2 separate regions of the Mus musculus genome follow, and region 2 is linked to region 1. A link is a contact called in public HiChIP or PLAC-seq data. All regions are on one chromosome and are shown on one strand. The core of a region is the stretch at or near the end of the contact, and the rest is flanking DNA. Distances in the headings are between cores, read along the strand shown. Region 1 overlaps Col26a1 (collagen, type XXVI, alpha 1). Region 2 overlaps Col26a1 (collagen, type XXVI, alpha 1).

Evidence for each region. HiChIP or PLAC-seq counts read pairs in DNA pulled down with a chosen protein or histone mark.
Region 2: a contact with region 1 is called in an H3K4me3 HiChIP or PLAC-seq map of the 230-238 cell line, with 18 read pairs. The contact joins two enhancer-like sites. A contact is called at or near these places in 2 of 15 datasets of contacts at CTCF or cohesin (both in the NIH/3T3 cell line), 41 of 484 Hi-C or Micro-C datasets (the 3T3-L1 cell line, the 4T1 cell line, B cells and 33 more) and 9 of 115 datasets of contacts at active chromatin or transcription factors (the 230-238 cell line, PVALB interneurons, bone marrow-derived dendritic cells and 6 more).

The regions. Positions count from the first base shown.
Region 1 is chr5:136,795,672-136,798,610 of GRCm38.p6, forward strand. The region is part of intron 3 of Col26a1 (collagen, type XXVI, alpha 1); the gene reads right to left. Among named protein-coding and RNA genes, the nearest start is that of Gm30654, 30 kb to the right of the region's middle. Within about 2 kb of position 1,465, at least 16 of the 459 cell types and tissues checked have an H3K27ac peak or open chromatin away from gene starts, as enhancers often do. A contact at or near this core is called in the 230-238 cell line, B cells and the CH12 cell line, where this site is marked.
Region 2 is chr5:136,862,373-136,865,441 of GRCm38.p6, forward strand. All of the region lies in intron 1 of Col26a1 (collagen, type XXVI, alpha 1), which reads right to left. Gm20485 (a long non-coding RNA gene) reads right to left here. Exons shown (of 2, transcript XR_868604.2): 2 at 1,263-1,574. Among named protein-coding and RNA genes, the nearest start is that of Gm20485, 6.5 kb to the right of the region's middle. RefSeq lists an enhancer at 1-2,563. Within about 2 kb of position 1,784, at least 142 of the 459 cell types and tissues checked have an H3K27ac peak or open chromatin away from gene starts, as enhancers often do. A contact at or near this core is called in the 230-238 cell line, B cells and the CH12 cell line, where this site is marked.

The DNA of each region.
Region 1 (2,939 bases), core at 215-2,714:
CCAGTTCAGAATCTCCTCAGGTGACAGAGGTAGCAAGGGCCGGTGGGTGGGATGGCTCACTGGCTCAGGGTGCTTGCTGCCAAGCTTGACAATCTGAGGTTGACCCCAGGGACCCATATGATGGAAGGAAAACAAAAAAACAACAGTTCTCAGAAGTTGTCCTCTGACTGTCACGTGTGTGCCGTGACACCTGCCTACCCACCCCTACCCCATCCTACCTCAACACAAACTAAATAAAACTTAAATAGAAAGAAAGGGAGGGACCTTTGTCCCTAGTCCTAAGAGACAGTGGTGAACTTTGGTAAAGACGGTGGCTTACACAGGGCCCTGAACCTACAGGGACCCAGGAATTTGTCATCTGGAGGAGGCAGGAGAGTGAAGGTCTGTTTAGCCCAAAGCCACCTGCCACTCTTCAGCTCTCTGGCAGCACAAAGGGCCAGCTCAGGCCTCCTATGTGATCCACGTCTTGGAACCCACCCTCCTCTCATGCCCAAATAATGACCTGACTGGAGACTGGCCTCTGTAGTTGGTGTAAAACAATGATCTCTCCAGGGGCAGGGATGGCCACTACCCACTCATGGCCTTTACCAAGGCCACTGCTCTCTTCTCCAACCTCTGCCCATGTGGTTTCCCACAGCAAGAGGCCTAGAGTCAATGTCATGGTCTTCAGGCATCTCTGCTGTCCCCATTGTGGTCCTGACCAGTGGGGTGTGCTAGGGGCTGCCTAGAAGTGCAGGCCCAGTTCTGTGAGGAAGTCCCCTAACTGATGAAAGACACAGAGAAAAAAAAGGTCAAGAGAAGGTTTTGTGATGGAAGAGAGTGTTGTACATCTGGCCCAAGGTCCCGTCTTTTTATGGTGGTGCGTACAGAGACAAGGTTGCAGAGGAACAGGCAGGCTGGACCTGTGAAGCCAACAAGGTGCTGAACAGCTCTCTGGGAGGAGGGAGGAGGGAGGAGGGAGGAGGGAGCAGGGAGGAGGGAGCAGGGAGCAGGGAGCAGGGAGGAGGGAGCAGGGAGCAGGGAGCAGGGAGCAGGGAGCAGGGAGCAGGGAGCAGGGAGCAGGGGGAAGGAGAAAAGGACTGGAGGAAGATGTGAGGTGCAGAAGGAGGGGAAGAAGGAAAGATGAATGGAGAGAGAAAGTGGGAGGAGGGAGGGAGGGAAGAGACAGAGAAAGAGGGAAGGAAGGAATGAAAGGGGAGGCAGAAGGGAAGAGAGGATGCAATGAAGGATGAGAAAGAAATGGCAGGAGTGGGAAGAGGGGGAAGAGGGAGAAGACAGAGGTGGGAAGAGGGAGAGAACAGAGGAGTGGGAGGAAGGGGAGGAAGTAGAAGTGGGGGAGGAGGGGGAGGAGAGAGAGAAGTGAGAGGAGAGGCAGGAAGAGGGGGAGGAGAGGGAGGAGGGGGAGGCCTAGGCTACCGGTCAAAAAGGCAGAGCAAACAGATGGGCCTCTCAGTTCCCCTGGGCAGACTTCATACAGGCCAGACCCTCCCTACCTCCTCAGGGGATGAGCCGCAGGGCAGGCTGAGTGGATCAGCTCAGAGAGAGTGAGTGCCCATCTCTAGAGTTGCCCAAGAAGAGGTTAGACAGCCATCTAGGGGCATGCTTGAAAGGGGGGCTGCTCCCCCAAGATCTCAGAATCTGAGCCCCCATCCCCCAGAAGGCAAGCTACCCAGCTGTGAGAAAAGTGACCAACACAGTATATAACAAAGAGATAAAGCCTCATTAGGTAACCCAGGCTGGCCTTGAACTCCAGATCCCCCTGCCTCAGCCCCCCCACCCCCACCCCGGGCTGGGATTGCAATTATGCTCTACCCACCTGGCTTAACTGTGCTTTAGTGCTGGGAGTAAGCTAACAGGAAGGACGGCATCCTGGGTAGCTTTGAGTAGGCTTGGTGAGGGAATATGGATCTCGGTTTCCACACTAACTGCAGGTCCTACTTCCCTCAGGAATCATGGTGTCCCACAGGAAGTTTCCTTTGTAGCTCCCTCTGGCAGACAGCAAAAGGAATGTAGAAACGAGCTCGTGCACAGCAAGTTCAAAGTTAGCGACTGTCTTAGTTACTTTTCTTGCAGCTCTGACCAAAGCAATAAAAGATGGAGGGGTAGAATTTGGCTGAGTCTGTGTCCTGTCCCTCACGATGGGGAAGACCTGGCAGCAGGAGAGTGAGGCAACTAACTGGTCATGTGACACCCACAGTCAGGAAGCAGAGAGAGGCAGAGGCTGGGGGACAGCTTGCTTTCTTCTCTTTATTCTACCAGGGACCCCAGCCTAGGGAATGGTGCCGCCATATTTAGGGTGTGTCTACCCAATCTAGAAATTTCCTCACAGACCTGCCAGAAGGGACTCTGATCCTGTCAAGCTGACAATCAGTATTGACCACCACAGTCTGGCCTGGACCTGCTGTCCTGCCTGGACAGACCCTGGGGGTGGCCACAAAGGCACTCTATTTCCAGTGTGATTTCTGTGACTCTCCCGTCATTGACAGATAACCGCCCCCCCAAGTTTCTGAGCCTCAGGTTCCCTAGCTGCAAAGCAAGCTGCTCCTCTCAAACAAGGCAGGAGGTGATAACTGGCACCGGGGTTGTCCTCTGACCTCTACAAGTGTGCCGAGGCATGCACACACACACACACACACACACACACACACACACACAAGCACACATGTCCCAAGTTTGTCCCCACTCAGTCCAGGGCTCTGATTCTAGGAGGTTCTGCTAGTACTTTGCTCAGCTCTAAAGAGGCTCTCTCTTCCTTTCCCCCTCCCCTCCCCCTGTCCCCCCTCTCTGTCTCACTCTCCTGTGCAGTGTTTGTGCCTGTGTGTGAGTATCCATATGAGAGTATAGTACCCCTTAAGGCCAGAAGGGGGCTGTCAGGTGCCCTGGAGCTGGAATTAGAGGTGCTTCTAAGTTTTGCCATGTGGATGCTAGAATGGAACTCA
Region 2 (3,069 bases), core at 534-3,033, 67 kb after region 1:
TCTATGTGTTTCGTATGCACATATGTGCATGGGTGTGCATGTGGAGGTCAGAAGACAACCCTGCAAGAGTCTCTTCTCTCCTACCATGTGGGTTGCAGGTATTAAACTCGGGTATCAGGCCCGTCAGCCAATGCCTTTTTCCCTCAGAGCCATCTTGTCATTCCCGGCCTCCTGCCTTACTTCTGTGTCCCCTGTGTCACGCACGCCCTTTCCTCTTGGGATCTGTAAGTAATAAGTTCCTTTTCTCTGGATATGGAAATGTTACTACACCTCATCTTTTCTACTGTTGTGTGTGTGTGTGTGTGTGTGTGTGTGTGTGTGTGTTCTTGAGTACATATACACAGGGAGTCCAGAGGTCAATGTGGAGTATCTTCCTCAATCTCTCTCTACCTTTTTAAACATTTTTAAACCCTCACCAAACCTGAAGCTCTTCAGTTTGGCTAGACTGACCAGCCAAGTACATTCAGGGTTGTGTCTGTCTCTGCATCCCATCCCACAAACGCTGGGGCTCTACCCATGCAGCACCACAGATGCTGGGAATCCAAACTCAGGACCTGGTGCTTGCACATTAAACACTTTGCCCCGCCCCCATCATCTCCCTAGCTGAGGATACTCTGTATCTGAGGACAGGCTGCCACTCTATCTGTCTTCATGCAGGCTCTAAGATGCAAAGAGGCAGGGGGTGCAGCACAGGAAGCCAGAAAGCCAGTCTCTGAGCTGGACGTGGAGCACAGTTGGTAGAGTGCTTGCTCCATATTCATGATGCCCTGGGTTTGATTCCCAGTAGCGCATAAACCAGGCATGCCTGTATCCCACACCTGAGAGCTAGAGGGAGGAGGTTTAGAGGTTCAAGGTCATCCTTGACTACCTAGCCAGCCTGGAGGACCTGGAACCTACATTTCAGAATAAGAAGAAAACAAACAAACAAACAAACAAACAAAATCAAAGCATAGGTCCCAGCCCTGCCTGGCGCAAGAATGTAGCTTTAGGTGTAAGACTTTAGCTAAGTCCTTTCTTGAGACAAAGAGCCCTGACTTGCACAGCAAGCGGCACACACCAGCAGCAAAACGCCTGCGGCTGTGGTAGTCTGCAAATGGTCCAGTGCACAAAGATGCTTGCTGCCGAGCTTGACAACCCGAGATCCAACCCTAGAACTCATATGGTGCAAGGAGAGACCCGAGTCCCGAAAGTCGTCCTCTGTGCTCCAAAGGTGTGTCCTGGCACAAGTGCCCACACACATACACACTCACTAAACAAAAGAATGGGTTTTACTTTTTAATCTTAAAACTACAGAAGTGAGCTTTTGTGTTCCAAACTTAAGTCTGCAGAATTCCGTAGGCCTCGAAAACGTGTAAATATAGAGTCCAGATGCAAAGACTGCCCCTTTCCCAAGTCTCAGGGAAGATCTGAAAGGACCCGATGGAGAAGATGTGGCTCCCCTTCGCTCTGGAAATTTCCTGGGCCCTGCCATCACTCAACAGGACGTTGGCTGATGCTGCACAGGGTCCTCCGGGCCTCAGGGTGGGTCATGGCCCCTGCCCTGGAAAAACTGACAGCCCAGACAAAACCAGGTCCTGCAGAATATAAACAAGAAGACTCTCAATCAAGCTCCAGAGCACGGCCAGAGAAGAGAAGGTGACCAACTCTCTACACGCACTCCCTCCCATCTGCGAGTAAACGCTACAGCCAGAAATACTCCAGCCTTGCGCTGGGACCGGATGCCCCAGAGAGGCAAACAAGCCCTTGTTTTTCTTCACCATCTGCTCTGGCTCTCAGAGAGCTGGGGCCCATCCCCCCTTCCTTCCTGCTGCTCTGTCACCAGCCTCCGAGGGTCCTGTTACCACAGCCAGGCTGTGCAATGACCTCAGGAAAAAGGCTTCGGTTAGCAGGTCAGGCTGGAGAGCCGAGTCCCTGGAGCTCAATGGCCATAGCCAATCGGAGAGCTGGAGTCAGTGAGAGATCTTGTCTCAAAAGTAATAATACAATGTGGAGAGGGACTGGGAAAGACAGCTCACAGTCTACTTCCGGCCTCCACGTGAACGGTCACACATGTGCTTGTGAACCCACATACATATGTGTGCACACACATGTATAACACACAAGTACATGCTTGAAAATAATACTGCTGCTGGAAAGTTGTCCTGTTGGGCACAGTGCAGACAGGACCCTTGAGATTACAGACCCAGCCCTGATAAGGAGCGAGGGTCTCAGTTCTGAGAGCTGGAAGTAGGTTGTGTGTAGAGTGTGTGTGTGTGTGTGTGTGTGTGTGTGTGTGTGTGTGTGTGGCACTTCCTTTTGTCCTTGCCAGTCACCAGCTGAAGTGTCTCCTTTTGTGGTTTTTGACTCAGGGTCTCACTTCTCCCCCACTGGCCTTGAACACTTTATGTCCTGAAAATGGCCTTGAACGACTGACCCTCCTGGCTCTATCTCCCAAGTACCGGAATTACAGGTGTGTGCCACCATGCCCGGTTTTCTTCAGTGCTTCACTGCTTGGCTTCAAACATGCCAGGCAAATGCTCTACCCACTACCCACGTCCCACCCTTGGACTGAGGTTTGCATCCCTACACAGTTTGGTTCTTAGATCTGCATAGCCTCAGACACCTCATAATCCCCAGCACTCAGAAGACACAGACAGACAGACAGGCAACAGACAGACAGACAGACAGACAGGCAGGAAGACAGGCAGGTAGGCAGGCACGTGCGCACACACACAATGCAGAGTGTATCTGAGTGTAATTTCCCTCCATAGGGAGTCAAGCTCTCCCACCCTGGGACTACTGGAGAAAGAGTCAAATCTACATCTTTCCCAGACTGCCGTCCTTCTCTGTTCCATTTGCTAACAAAGCCCTCCTGATCCAACACAGTGGATGGTGGCAATTAAAAAGTACAAATCTGGAGGGGTGGATCAGTGGTTAGAGCACTTCATGTTCTTATAGAAGACCCAAGTTTGGTTCCCAGCACCCACATCAGGTGGCTCGCAGCCACCAATTCCAGTTCTAGTGGATCCTACACCCTCTGGTCTGCCCGGGCACCTTTGCATGCATGGTAAACACACACATATGCACACA